3 separate regions of the Mus musculus genome follow, and all the other regions are linked to region 1. A link is a contact called in public HiChIP or PLAC-seq and promoter capture Hi-C data. All regions are on one chromosome and are shown on one strand. The core of a region is the stretch at or near the end of the contact, and the rest is flanking DNA. Distances in the headings are between cores, read along the strand shown.

The links. Promoter capture Hi-C pulls out the DNA fragments that hold promoters and counts their contacts. HiChIP or PLAC-seq counts read pairs in DNA pulled down with a chosen protein or histone mark.
Region 2: a FOXA1 HiChIP or PLAC-seq map of pancreatic cancer cells shows a contact between it and region 1. The contact joins the enhancer-like site here to the promoter of Pkdcc in region 1. A contact is called at or near these places in 2 of 39 promoter capture datasets (the C10 cell line and hippocampal neurons), 7 of 115 datasets of contacts at active chromatin or transcription factors (T-cell acute lymphoblastic leukemia, embryonic forebrain, embryonic hindbrain and 4 more) and 1 of 9 other capture datasets (embryonic stem cells).
Region 3: a contact with region 1 is called in a promoter capture Hi-C map of the C10 cell line, with 4 times the contacts expected there. The contact joins the enhancer-like site here to the promoter of Pkdcc in region 1. A contact is called at or near these places in 3 of 39 promoter capture datasets (the C10 cell line and stem cell-derived epiblast-like cells) and 2 of 115 datasets of contacts at active chromatin or transcription factors (T-cell acute lymphoblastic leukemia and pancreatic cancer cells).

Annotation. Positions count from the first base shown.
Region 1 is chr17:83,213,139-83,217,855 of GRCm38.p6, forward strand. It overlaps Pkdcc (protein kinase domain containing, cytoplasmic), which reads left to right and starts at 2,145. Exons shown (of 7, transcript NM_134117.2): 1 at 2,145-2,966. The coding sequence starts at 2,328. It overlaps Gm34686 (a long non-coding RNA gene), which reads right to left and starts at 1,996. Exons shown (of 3, transcript XR_001782234.2): 1 at 1-1,996.
Region 2 is chr17:83,863,112-83,867,828 of GRCm38.p6, forward strand. Gm35125 (a long non-coding RNA gene) reads right to left here. Exons shown (of 3, transcript XR_877036.3): 3 at 1,427-2,743. Among named protein-coding and RNA genes, the nearest start is that of n-TIaat17, 3.5 kb to the left of the region's middle. Within about 2 kb of position 2,485, at least 14 of the 459 cell types and tissues checked have an H3K27ac peak or open chromatin away from gene starts, as enhancers often do. A contact at or near this core is called in embryonic stem cells and pancreatic cancer cells, where this site is marked.
Region 3 is chr17:83,813,773-83,818,489 of GRCm38.p6, forward strand. Mta3 (metastasis associated 3) reads left to right here. Exons shown (of 17, transcript NM_001379391.1): 17 at 864-1,133. The coding sequence ends at 889. Among named protein-coding and RNA genes, the nearest start is that of Gm41637, 10 kb to the right of the region's middle. Within about 2 kb of position 2,874, at least 35 of the 459 cell types and tissues checked have an H3K27ac peak or open chromatin away from gene starts, as enhancers often do.

The DNA.
Region 1 (4,717 bases), core at 895-3,394:
TATCTAATTTCAGAACATGTTATTATAATACCTACATGATGTGTAATGAAGTTAACAATGTTCACATTCTATTCACCAACTCTGAGCTGTACACTCACGATGCCAAATCCTTCCCCACGGACGCTTCTCCGAGACATGAACATGCAGAGGATCTGAAGAAAGCTTTTCAAGAAATATGCCACACACATACACAGTGTTTGGTTGTGCAGCCATCAGAGGTGAAACCGCCAGAAGTCAAACCTCTCCTGGGCATGGTAGCTAGCTGGTCCTCACACTTCTTGAGTAGACACTGTAGAACTAGCAAGGGAATAGTAGTCACGTTGGGGTCACCCAGGCAGACAGTCTTTCTTTGACTCATCTGTGGGCCAGGGCATTTCTGATCCCCCCCCCCAGCTCCCTTCCCTGGGGTGCTGGGTCTAGATGAGGCTCAGTGAAGGGGACTGTTTGCTCCTGTTCCCTGTTGACTTTAGCCAGTAGCTATGTTTACAAACCCAGGTTGGTTTTCCCAGCACAGTTAATTAGACCAAAGACATCTGGTGTGAGGGCTGGGGAGGGCATCTGCTCAGACAGCCCCCTCCCCAACCTCCCAGCAGCTATGGGCCAGAGCTGGGCGGGGCAGCTTAAACAGGAACAGACCTATAGCGCACACTCCATCAAACCCACCCAAATCTCTCAGGGGGAATCATGGCCTCCTTCAACCTGCCTTTCCCATGACGAATAACTCAGCATGGTCCCCACTTTCTGAGTTTTAGGGGACCAAGAAGTCAGTCAGAGCCAGAAGGCCTACCTCAGTGCGATCACAGGCTGAACTTCCAAAAGAGCTAGCCGCAAGTTTTATTCCCTGTCACAGAGTTCCTCCCTGCGTTGGATAGGAACAGGAGACCTCTTGAGGGAAAACCCCTCCTTCCTAGAAAGCCCCTCAGAAAGGCGGCTCTGGATTCTTTCTCCAGCCCCTAAATTTTACCCCATATGCCGTCGCTCCAGCCGAATCCACGGCACTGCAGGAAGAGAGATAACTTTTTCCTGCCCAGAGCAAAGCAGGAGGGAGCCTGAGGAAGTGAGACGACCTCGGTGGACAGTTTCAGTGCCCTAGGGAAGTGGAGAGCCACGAGGGGGAGGGGCGGCAGCTTATCTCGCAGGAGGGGGGAGCTCACTCCAAACAGCTAATGCACTGGCGTGTGAAAGCCCCTCAATTAGCACTAATGATGCAATCAGGGAGGGAGGAGGAGGGACCAGAAGTTCTGATGGAGTCAGCACTAACACACAGGGCACACACTCACTCCCATCCTAGAGACACAGTAGCCCCTCGGGACATGCGGATGCACACATTCCACAGACAGATGTGCGTGGACACTAATGCACTCGCTGTATACGGTTCCGACCCCCTACTGGCGGGTCAAAGATCGAGGTTCTCGGGGATGGGGATGGAGCTGTGTTGTCGAGATGTGGGGATTCGGGAACCAGGAAAATCAGAAAGTCCTGGTAGAAGACAGTTGAAAAAAAAAAAGAATTCTTCCGAAACCTCCTGATTAACTCTGAGACCACAGTCCCCACCCCTCGCGCTCTCGCAGGTGCGGGGCAGCCTCCCCAGTGCGCCGCCCTTCATCACACCCTGAACCCGGGCTGTCCCAGAGCAGCCTCACCCGCAGAAGGAGGAACCCCTGCGCACTGCACTGCAGCCCCGACTCCCCACCTCCCCCAGGAGGCAGCGTGTACCCCTGAGATCCCCGCACCCGGGCCTTGGCGGCTTGCCCCTTGGAGCCCGTTACCCGCCGGCCTCGCCCCTCCAACTCCCCGCACCAGGTCGGCCAGCTCCGCTTTCGGCCTCCGGGTCCCGTTATCCAGCCTGGCCTCGGGCTTGGAAGCCCTGCGCGCGGCCGCCCCCTCCCCCTCCCCCGCTCCCCAACCCGAGCTCGGGGGGCCGCGCGCCGGGCAGGGCCGGAGCCGCCTCCGCGCCGCTTCCCAGGCCCGGCTGGCCGCGGGAGGAGGTCCCGCTGTCAGTCAGCGGGGAAGGCCGGCCCGGGCGGCCAGAGGGGGCGGCGCCGAGGACTGGCTCGGCCGGGCGCGGGGAGGCGCTGGCGGAGGGGCGGGCGCGGGGGTGGCTCCGGGCCTTATAAGCGGCGGGGGCAGGGCGGGAGGGAGGCAAGTGTCAGGCCGATGTGCCGCCCGCCGGGGGCCGGGGTCGGGGCTGCCCGGGCCATGCGCGCGGGCTGGGCAGGGGGCCGGCGCGGCGCGAAGCCGAGTCGCCTCGGAGCCTGAGCCGCCCGGGGCCGGGGCCGGGGCCGGGGCCGGGGAGCGGCGCGCGGCCGGCCGGGGGGAGGGGAGCGATGCGGCGCCGGCGGGCGGCCGTGGCCGCTGGTTTCTGCGCCTCCTTCCTGCTGGGCTCCGTCCTCAACGTGCTCTTCGCACCGGGCTCGGAGCCTCCGCGGCCAGGCCAGTCCCCGGGGTCCTCGGCAGCCCCGGGCCCGGGCCGTCGCGGGGGCCGTGGGGAGCTGGCCCGGCAGATCCGGGAGCGCTACGAGGAGGTGCAGCGCTATTCCCGCGGGGGGCCGGGGCCGGGAGCGGGCCGGCCAGAGCGGCGGCGCCTGATGGACCTGGCTCCGGGCGGGCCGGGCCTGCAGCGTCCCCGGCCCCCGCGGGTCCGGTCCCCGCCCGACGGCGCTCCGGGCTGGCCCCCTGCTCCCGGCCCGGGCTCCCCCGGCCCGGGCCCGCGCCTAGGCTGCGCCGCGCTCCGCAACGTGTCTGGCGCGCAGTACGTGGGCTCAGGCTACACTAAGGCTGTGTACCGGGTCCGCCTGCCCGGCGGCGCCGCGGTGGCGCTTAAAGCAGTGGACTTCAGCGGCCACGATCTGGGCAGCTGCGTGCGCGAGTTCGGGGCGCGAAGGGGCTGCTATCGCCTGGCGGCCCACAAGCTGCTCAAAGAGATGGTGCTGCTGGAGCGGCTGCGGCACCCCAACGTGCTGCAGGTACGACAGTGGGGTTCCGGGATGAGGGGGCTGGCTGGCCACTCTGAAAGACTCCTTGGTCTTACGGAGTAAATAAGTCTCAGGGCGTCCAAGACTGCCCAGTTGCAGCTAGGTGCAGAACCCAGATTAGGGAACCACACTCAGCACCACCCTGCCGGGGTCTCTCACCCTTTGGGTAGAACCCTGTACCAGCTTAAACGCATCCCGTAAAGACAGAGGCAAGGACCAGAAGGGTCCCAAGCTGGTGATAAGGCAGTGATTAGGAGTTGTGACCACAGAGGACCCTGCTGCTGGCTAAAGCTGGTGGAGTATTATCTCCAGTCATAGTGACCTCAGGTCCAACTCCAACATCCAGCTTCAGTCAGCTCCCAGATGCAGAAATAGGATCCCCCATATTGGTAGAGCCTGAACCATACTTTTTTCAAAGTCCAGCGACACGTCTGGCTTTGGAGGTGATGTTAAGCCTCAGTGGGTATGGGAGGGGCCCAAAAGGAGACCATGGATCTGACTTGATCTTCAGGGAGACCCTCATTTCTCACTGGGCTCACAGGCCATTGAAAGGGATAAAAGAGGCCAGAAAATACACAGCCTTTCCCAGAAGTGACCACAGGCTTCCCTGGGACTTCAAGTGGGTCCAGCTGAACCACAGGGGAAGCCTCAGGATTGTAGGCCAGAAGACTCCAGGTCTGCTAGTATGAATACCACACTCTTGCAAGTGTGCTTAGCCAAGAGGCTAGACGGTTCAAAAAGCTAGATGCATACTTTCCTAGCGAGAAACTCTGTCCTTGTTCATTGGGGGCACAGGCAAGAAGGATGCACCCCCACATCTCGTCCATCCAAGGTTGCATTTAGAACAGACCTTCACAATGCCACCGCCATCCAAACATAAACCCACTTCCCCTCTCTGAGTTCTCTGCCTTGGATAAGACTACTTACTCTCTATGCATATGTGTGAGGTGACTGAAAGGGGACCCCTGACTGCTCTTGGCTGGGTAACATAAGTGTGTGCAACCCCCCCCCCAGCTGTCCATACCACCCACCCACCCTCAGAGTCACTTTTCTATACCCAAAGAGCTGGCCAGAGGCACAGCAGTCCATCTTTTCTTCCCTCAGCACTGAGAAGGGGGCCCCAGGCCTCGAGGGATCTGTGGACCACAGAATAAAGAGGCCACAATACTACTTGTACTCCTAGTGGCTCCAAGTCTCCCTAGAACTAATGCCCCCAGTCCTGGCCATACTCTTGTGACAAGTTCTGTCAAGGTCCCAGGCCCTGCATTTGGTCCCAAACACCCATTGTGTGTGTTTATGTCTGGCTGCATGGCTAACACTGTGACTGGAGCTTAAGGGAGTGAGCGGCTGGTTACGTGGCCATTCTAACTGGGAGGATCTTGGTTGTTTTTTTTTTCCCTCTTCTGGGTTCTTGGGAATTTTCTGGAAACCCTGAGGTGCCAGCCAGATTCTGAGGAGGATGGAGAGGCCTTGACCAAGTGACTTAGCGGGGCATTTGGTGTTTGTTAACTGTTCAAGGCCATTTCTCAGGACAGGTTTGTCATTCAGTTGGGCCTTCCTAGCCATAGGGATTCCTCCCTTGATGGCCTCACCATGCATTTCCACCATGCATTTCCACCGACTACACCTACAACCAGATCCACAGAGTGGTCCTTGTCTGTAACGTTGCCCCCACCCCCCACCCCTAGTAATGAGGGCACCAGAGAAAGACAAGACATTACAAGGGAACATGTCTCGCCCAT
Region 2 (4,717 bases), core at 1,235-3,734, 650 kb after region 1:
AGACGCACCGGGAGGCTAGATGGCAACTGAGAAGAGTTAGCGTCCCTCTTTCCACGTTTAAGTGGGTTCTGAGGAGACACTCGGGCGTGGAATTCAAGCCCTTGGGTTTGCATGGAAATGCTTTTACTAGTTAAGCCATCCCACGGGCCACGAAAGCCCCACTGTGTTTCTTTCATGAGTAACTGATATTGTGCTGTACAGATCATCTTTATTCCTGAAAAAGAGTTAAGAGGACAAACAAAAAACCCAGCATTTCCAAAACAAAATTTTCTGAAAAATCCTTTTTCAAACGAGAAGTGAGAAATCATCAGATTTGCCAAGTGTAAGTTTCTGACCCTCAGTCCGTTACTCCCTGCTGTGTCGTGGATTTGAAATACCTCCTCAGAGCCAGGACTGCCAACTGATGGGTTTGGGGGAGTGACTGGATGAGGGGACTCAGATCTCTTAGTCAGTTGCTGGTTCTTACCTGAGCCATGGGGGGGGGGGGGGGGGGGACGGGACGGAGGTGTTGGAAGGTGAGAGGCAGCTGAGGAAGTGTGTTATTGGTGGTGTGTCCTTCTGGACTTTACCCTTTCCCCGTTTCCCAGCCACCATGAGCTGAGCACCGTCCTCTGCCACACACTCCCATCTTGCCATCTACAGAGGGCAGTGCAAACCAGCTAGCCAGTCAACAACCTTCGACTGTGAGCCATTTCCTTCCTTGGGCTGAGTTTTTCTCCGGTATTTGTCACAGTGACAGAAGGGGACTACGAGCAAGCACAAACCCCTGACAGATTCCTTTGTCCACTGTGTAGAAGGACTCCGGTGTAAAAGCTCAACTCTGATTTGCAAGCTCTGCTCCATAAAGACTTTCTTGAATGTTTTATTTATTTTCTATATATGGGTGGTCTATCTGCATGTATGCCTGCATGATAGAAGAGGACATTGGAGCTTATTAAAGATGGTTGTGAGCCATCATGTGGTTGCTGGGAATTGAACTCTAGACCTCTAGAAGAGCAGGCAATGCTCATAACTCCTGCTTTATTTTTTTTCCAGCCCACTTGCTTTATCTTTAAGGCAATCCATTCCATTTTTCTAACAACGTTTAGGACCAAAACATTGTGTGATTTTTTTTTCCCCAGGGGAGATAAAATTTGGTCTGCTACCCCTCTGGGCACTAACAGACCAAACAATCCCATCAAAGTCCAAAGTCCACTGGCAAACCAGTGGGTGTATCTGGGTTCCTTGTGGCACTGTTGTCTTAGTTAGGGTTTTACTGCTGTGAACAGACACCATGACCAAGGCAAGTCTTATAAAAAACAACATTTAATTGGGGCTGGCTTACAGGTTCAGAGGTTCAGTCCATTATCATCAAGGTGGGAGCATGGCAGTATCCAGGCAGGTATGGCACAGGCAAAGCTGAGAGTTCTATGTCTTCATCCAAAGGCTGCTAGTGGAAGACTGACTTTCAGGCAACTAGGGTGAGGCTATTAAGCCCACACCCACAGTGACACACCTATTCCAGCCAAGTCACACCTATTCGTACAAGGCCGCTCCCTGGCCCAAGAATATACAAACCATCACTACTGTGGATGGCTCAGAGGCAAACTAACTGTACAGTAGGGTCGTAGGCCCTTGTCCACTCTGCCACAGGGCAGAACTCAGAGAGTTTGACTGTGCTTACCCCATGCCAGGGCAGGTGCTGGGCTGTAGGGAGGCATCGCTCCAGGGTGGGAAAGCGCAGTCTGAGATGTGAGAAAGCTGGAGCTGGTTCAGGGGTCCCTGGGCCTGAGACAAGGCAGAGGTAGAGGGGTTCTCAGGCTCTTAGACATCCAGGCGCCCTGGGAGTTGCAGAAGAGAGGTGTCCAGCCCGTAGTGGAGGGTGGGTGAGGGAGGGGAGCTCCAACTTGTCCCATGGGGATGATTGTCCTTAGCCTGGCAGCAAGCTTGGTGGCAGTTGTGGCTGGGAGCCCAGAGAGGCCTTCTCCAGGAGACTAGGCTGTGGCTCTGTAGGCGAAGGCCTTCTTCATGGCACCCCACAACAGGCAGATCTTGATGAAAAGAGTCAGTCCATGGTTCTAAACAGTTTATTGTCATGGTGGAAAATGAGTGTGTAAACCGTACCCACTTCTCAGGGTGGGCCCGAGATTAAATGCCTTTTGCCAGAAGGGATGTCTGGGAAGGGAAAGCTCATTGGCTGAGCCCTCTGGGCCTCTAGGTACCTCATTAGAATGGAGAAGTCTGTTTGGGGCCTACATGACCGTAGGACATGTTTCTTTTATGTGAGAAGCATGGCACATGTTTCAAGTCAGGAGTCTAGCAGGGAGCTGGAGTCACCTGAATCTCAGACTCTAGACTTGCTTTATCTTCCCAAACTTTCTGGAGTGGTTTTACGTCCCACACCCACCTCAGCCTGACTGACAATGGGCTATTGCCCTGGGGCTCTCTGGGAAAGGGCAGGAAGTCAGTGAGTCCGGCCCCTCCCCTCAGCAATTGTGACTACGCTTGAGCAGTCGTACTCCTTGGGCTATGGACAGGGCCTTGGGAGGCTTATGCGTCCCAGAGGCTTCCCGAGACAGCTCAGTTTTGTTCATTTCTTGGGTCTTACATCCCTCCCGGAAGGGATGTTTCAATTCTGAGGAATATTTGCTCCACCACAAATATTCTTCTGAGATATGCATCTGCCCCTTCTGCTTACAGTTGGCATGGACAGTGGCTTCTCGAAGTACTTTCTGGTCAGATAGGGAGCAAAACTAGATGTAACCTAGAAATCCAAAGTAAAATATCTTTATCAAAGAAAAGAAGCAAAGGGCAATCAAAGCAAAGAAGAAGAGGAGGGGGGGGGAAGGGAAGTCGAAAGGGGAGGAGGAGGAAGAAGAAGAAGAGGAGGAGGAGAAGGAGGAAGAAGAAGAGGAAGAAGAGGAAGAGGAAGAAGAGGAAGGGGAAGAGGAGGAGGAGGAAGAAGAAACCCTTAACGGATTAGAATATATGTAGTCCGACTAATTTTACAGTGGTGATAGTAGGGATTCTTAGGGTTTTGTGAGCAATGAAATCAAGAGTGTGAAATGGTTCAGTAAGGTAAAGAATGCTTGGTACTCAAGTCTGGCAACCTGAGTCTGACCCTGAATTCAAGGCAGAAGGAGAAAACCCGGGCTCCCAAAAGTCATCTGAGCTCCATAGGAACACCGAGGCACATGCATGCCTCTCTCTCTCTCTCTCTCTCTCTCTCTCTCTCTCTCTCTCTCTCTCTCGCTCTCTCTCTCTCTCTCTCTCTCTCTCTCTCTCACACACACACACACACACACACACACCCCTATACATACATACATACATACATACATACATACATATTGAGTTTTGAGTGTGGTGGTCTGAATATACTTGGCCCATGGGAAGGGGCACTATTAGGAGGTGTGGCCTTGTTGGAGTAGGTGTGAGCTAGTTGGGGGAAGTTTGTCATTTTGAGGTCCTATGCTTAAGCTCCACCCAGGGCAGAAGAGACCCTCCTCCTGACTGCCCGCGAAGACAGTTTCCTGACGGCTGCCTTTGGATCAAGATGTAGAACACTCAGCTTTTTCTCCAGTATCATGTCTGCCTGGATGCTGACTGGAACACCAGGCTTTAGTTGGATAGGTGTTTCTTTGGGCCTTTGGAAAAGCCGCGCGTGGCGGCCACACGGTGGCACTGCGTCCCCGCCCCAGAAGTTTTTCCTTACAGTGGGGCTTAGGCCATTGATTGGGATTCCATCCTCAGCCTGCAGGGCTACCTGGGGCCCCTCTGTATCTTTAACATGGACTCAGACCATTTTTTCCCAGCATTCCCAAACACAGCACCAGGGAAAGCAGAGAGCTGCTCCCACACACTCTGTTAGCCAAGCATAGGCTTGGGTTAGGAGAACCAGATCAGAGCAGGAGAGTTCCCAAGTCCTGAGGACCCAATTAGATGAAAGTACAGACTGGATTTTCTCCCCGTGTCTCCACAGCTGACCACAGGCTGTCTTTGTGGGCCACAGGAGTGGTCCCCATGTATACACTCACTGTATACACATTGGGAAAATTGTTTTCAGATGTTTATATAGGAAAGTCCAAGGGCCTAGACTGGGATCAGCCTCATCAAAATCAATTTCACAGGAATAAAATTTCAGCCTTATTCACGGGTCAGACCATATCTACTTGTGATCTTTAGCTGCTTAATGGTTGCCCTGGCCTGCGATACGAAGTTAGACTAGAGAACTGGGTATGCAGCTTAGTGGTACAGCACTAACTGCTGTATGCAAAGTCACCGGGTTAATCCCTGGTACCGGAGGATAGGTATGTAGGTGTGTGTATATCTGAATGCAAAGGCCACAGCTTAGTTCTTCAGAACTTTCTAGAATAGACCTCCCCAGGGTATCCTTAGCCCCTTAGCATGGAAGAGGTTATCAAAGCACCCCGGAGAGCAGGTGATCGTGGGAAAGAGGGATGAGGGGTAAAGGGGGGGATTGGGAAGGGTGACGGAGGACAGGAGTCACTAAGGACACTGCCTTGACTTTATAGCTCTGTCTTCTTCTAGTCTCTGGACTGAGGACTGAGGCAGAGATTCCCCTGTGGACAATTTTTTTTTGCCCCTCCACAATACTGAATTTTCGTTCTATAGCTGGGTCTGGCGGCTCATGTCTATAATCTCAGTACTTGGGATGCTGAAGGCAAGAAGATTGTTGTGAGTTAGTTTAAAGCTACTCTAGGCTACACAGTGAGTT
Region 3 (4,717 bases), core at 1,624-4,123, 600 kb after region 1:
TGACTTATTTTTATATCTTTATGTGTATGAGTTTTTTGCTTGCATGTGTGTAGGTGCACTATGTGTGCACCTTGTGCTCGTGCTCAGGGAAGCCAGAAGAGGGTGACAGATTCCCTTAGGACTAGAGGTAGAGATGGTTGAGTCACTGTATAGGTACAGGGAAGTGAACAGGAAAAGTATTTGTGAGCTCTCTCAGCCTCTCAGTTTTGAATCCAGATGCCTCAGTAAATAAAGACCCACCTCAGAAACCAATGTGTAAAGACTCTTCCTCAGAGAGCTCCCAGGCTCTAGCAAGGAAATGGGGAAAAAACTTTCTGCCTTAGTTTCTTTTTCTGTTACTTCATTAAAATACCTGACAGCCCCCACCCCCCAAAGAAAAACCATGAGGGAGAACAATTTTATTTGACTCATAGTTTGAGGGTACAGTCCACCATGGTAAGGAGATCAAAGTGACTGCTCAGCCCACTTTCTCCAATTATAGCGTCCAGGACCTTGGCCAGGGGATGGTGCCGCCCACAGTGGGTGGGGCTTCTTACCTCAGTTAACACAATCCTACAACCCTTGACAGGTGCATGTCCAAGGTCCTCCTCTTTCTGGAAAACTGTCTGCACTTAACTTTCCAATCAGATTTGTCTTGTCTTTCCATTAGTGTGTCCCTTTGTATTCCATGTATTTTTCAATTCGGTTGCTGCATGTGTTTGTAAGTGCATATATGATTTTTATGTCTTTTTTTTTAACCATTGTGAAGTGACCCTCGTTATCAGTGTTAATACTTGTTATCTAGTAGTTTGTGTTTTCTAATATCAGTATGACCACACCACTTTTCTTTCTTTTTTCATCTCTCTTCTAAAAATTGTTTTTAGGGCCAGAACGATGGCTAAGCAGGTAAAGGCGCTGCCACCAAGCCGGTGACCTGAGTTTGATCCCTGGGACCCTCATGGTGAAAGGAGAGAACCGACTCCTTCAAGTGCCCTCTGACCTCCACACGTGCACTGTGGTACGCACATGCCTACACACACACACACACACACACACACACACACACACACACACACACAGATTAATAAAATGTAATGAAATTTTATAAAAATATAAAAAATATTTAAAAATAATAAAATGTAATGAAAATTGTCTGTAGGTGTTTATTTTGTTTTTGCACCATTAGAAATCAAACCCGGGACCTCATGCGTGCTAGACCACTGAACTGGTCCAGCCCCGGCCTGAGTTTGTTGTTCCTTTCAGTTCTCTGAACCCAAGTCCTTCTGCATGCTAGGTAAGCACTCTTTTCCTCTTCCTCTTGTGTGTTCTTTTTCTTTTCCAGACAGTCTCACTATGTGGCCCAGGTCGGGCCCTGAGTCCATCCTCCTGCTCAGCTTTCTGAATGCTGGGATCACAGGCCTGTGCTTTTAAATGAGTCTTTTCTTAGGAAATTCAAGGTGAAATGAATCAAACAGAATCCTTAAAGTCAGTGTGCATTGCTCCATCACAGATTTAAAAATCCCATAAAGTGATATTCTGCTCCATTTTCATAATAGACAATTAATTAATTAATTTTTAAGGCAGGGTCTCTGTAGTCTTGCTGGTCTGGAACTCACAGAAGACCACCTGTCTCTGCCTCCTGAGTGCTGGGATCAAAGGTGTGTGCCATGCTTGGCCATCCAGTCCTTTTATATTGCTTTATTTCTTTTTTTTGGTTTTTTGAGACAGGGTTTCTCTGTGTAGCCCTGGCTGTCCTGGAACTCACTCTGTAGACCAGACTGGCCTCAAACTCAGAAATCTGCCTGTCTCTGCCTCCCAAGTGCTGGGATTAAAGGCGTGTACCACCAATGCCCGGTGCTTTATTTATTTCTTTATTTTCTTTTTTAGACAGGGTCTCACTGTGTAGCCCTGGCTGGCCTGGCCTGGGCTGGAGAGGTGGAGAGATTCCTGAGTTCACAGAGATGTGGTTGCCTTTGCCTCTTGAGTGCTGGAATCAAGGGCACATCCTTTTATATTTCTAAAATACAATATAGGGCAGCCATACTTGTAATCCCATCACTCAGGGTCAGAGGCAGGAGGATTGTGAGTCCAGGGCAGTTTTGTGCACATGTCAAGCTCAAGGCCTGTTTGAGTTATGTAGTGAGACCCTGCCTCTGGAAAAAGATGAAAACATACCACACTGTCATCCATTACAGCTCCTTTTCTATAGCTTCTTTAACATACTTACATCAGACAGTTTGATTCCATGTGCGCTCCTTCTTACAGCTTTAATCTCACATTTATTTCCTGCTGACATTTTTCTTTTTGATTACTGGTTCCATCTTCCTGTCTCTTCTCTCTGAAACTTGAAAATACAAGTCACTGTGAATGGCAGGCTACAGAGACTCTGACTTCCATTTCCTCTGCCGTGTCCTGAGTTTTGCTCTAGCAAGTGGTTAAACTGGAAGATCACTTTGATCTTTATTTCTTCCTTTTTCCATTTCTGTGTGGCAGGGGGGGGGCATGCCTCTGTGTGCATGTTTGCATGTTGGCACATGTCTGCGTGCATGTTTGCATGGGTCTGTGAGCATGTTGGCTCATGTCTATGTGCATGTTTGCATGTGTGGTGAGTTTCCGGCGCATGTACTATGGAGGCAGAGGTTGGTGTTGAGTATCACGACCGCTCTGCCACCTCACTGAGCCCAGTGTGGCTCATCTTGCTAACCAGCTTGCCGTGGGAGTCCTCATCTCCCCCTTCCAGGGCTGGGGTTACAGGCAGGCTACCATGCCTGCCTAGCATTTTGTGTTGAGTTCTGGAGATCCAAACTCTGGTCTCCGTGCATGAGTTGTAAGCACTTTAACCACAGAGCCGTCTCTCCAGCCCTGATCGCTGTGGTCCTGTGGAGGAAGCTTAGTTTAAAGCAACAGTTCCCAAACTGGGTCACGGTCCCTGTGAAGGGCCATCAGAAAGCACAGATGTTTGCGTTATGATTCATAACAGTAATAAGATTACAGTTGAGAAGTAGCAGTGAAAATAATTTTATGGCTGGGGGGTCACCACAACACGAGAAGTTGTATTATGGGGTTGTAGCATTAGGCAGGTTGACAACCACTGGGTTAAAGATGTGAGGTCTTCGGATTTGCTTAGCTTCATGGGTTTTCAGTGGAAAAATCATGTTGACCCAGCCCCTGTAAACTGGTAGAAATTAAACTCCAAGTTATGCCTTCCCAGCACAGGTGGCTACTACACCCCTCTCAGGTCACTGAACCCACCTGGTGTTTCCAGGCTCTTGGAGCTTCCTCTGTCCTTACCGGTCAGAAACGTGCCTATCTATGATCTAGGGGCAGGGTAAGATCATCTGAGGACACCCCGAGTCTTCTCGGTTTCCAACTCTACAGACAGCCTGACAGCCTTAGGCTCCACCTCCAATGGCTCATTCCAGTTAGACCACAGCTTTCTGCCTGAGTAGGCTCTGGTCTTCCATTGCTCTCAGGAAAGGCAATGACTAAATACCCCTCACTTAGTCCCTCCCACTTTGTCTTCGGGCAACAGTCTCTCTAGTACCCCTAAATAGTTGTTTGTTTTACTACTTTGCCCAGAGTTGACTGGCTGGAGAGTTAGTCTAATATAAATTAACGTACCATAGCAGGAAGCAGAACTCCGTCCTTCCATGCCTCTCCACCTTGGTTTTCCTGGTTTAAAAAAAAAAAGAAAGAAAGTTCTTAAAGAAAAGAAAATCTTGCTGTTTTATGCTTTATGTAAACTCTTACTTCTCAGAGGACACTGATAACATTTTGATTTTTATGTTTGATCTCTAGCATTTGTGTTAGAGATTTTTCCCCTTGTGACCTTTATTTAAGGACACTGAGGCCTGGTAGAGGGCTTGCCTAGTCTGGGTAAAAGGCCCTGGGTTCAGTTTGCAATACTGCAGGAAACAACAGCAACGCATTGGCATGGTGAGTCTGGGAAGTCACTGGGCAACCCCAGAGGCCAGAATCTTAATGATGCGGTCTCTCCTCAGGATCCCCAGAGAATCTTCCTCCTGTGACTTCCTCAGAAGGCATGTGCTTAGCTGCCCGCATTCTGGAAGCTCACGAGGAAGATGGACGGCTGGAGGGTCACCACTCAGAACACGAATCCACTTGATCTCTCAGCTGTGCTTGATACCTGGTGGGAAGTAGACAGTTGCCCTTGGACCTGGGCTGGGGAGAGCTCCGGGCCTGCTTCTTCAGACAGACACCCTTCAACTCATCTCCTTTGCTTCAGTCTTCCCTCTCCGATTCCTGGTATCATTTTCTGAGCCCTTGGAGGCGTCTTTGAACAAACTGGGCTCTCAGCCTCCCTGCCAGCCTCAAGTCTAGCTCTCAGACGTGTGTATCAGTGCATCAGTGGGTGAGTGGGTGAGTGTATACATACGTGAGTGTGTGCACATGTGCACAAATGTGTGCGGGTGTGTTTACAAACTCATGCATACATGTCCGACCACACAACTCCTTCCACTGGCTGGGTTCTAGGGATCGAACTCGGGTCTCCAGGCTTGCACGCAAGCGCCCTTTACCTCCTGAGCCAGCTCACTGGCCCACGTCTAGTTTTCTTACACACATAGTCTCACTCACCATCTGCTTTCCAGCCTCCAAGATTCGGATGGTGAATTCTCTGATTTTCGGAAGGGGAGGACATGAACTCAGAAGCCTGCAACTAGAAACTGTAAAAGAGATTGCTTTTGTGGCGCCGGTTGATCAGAGGGCAGAGTCTCCA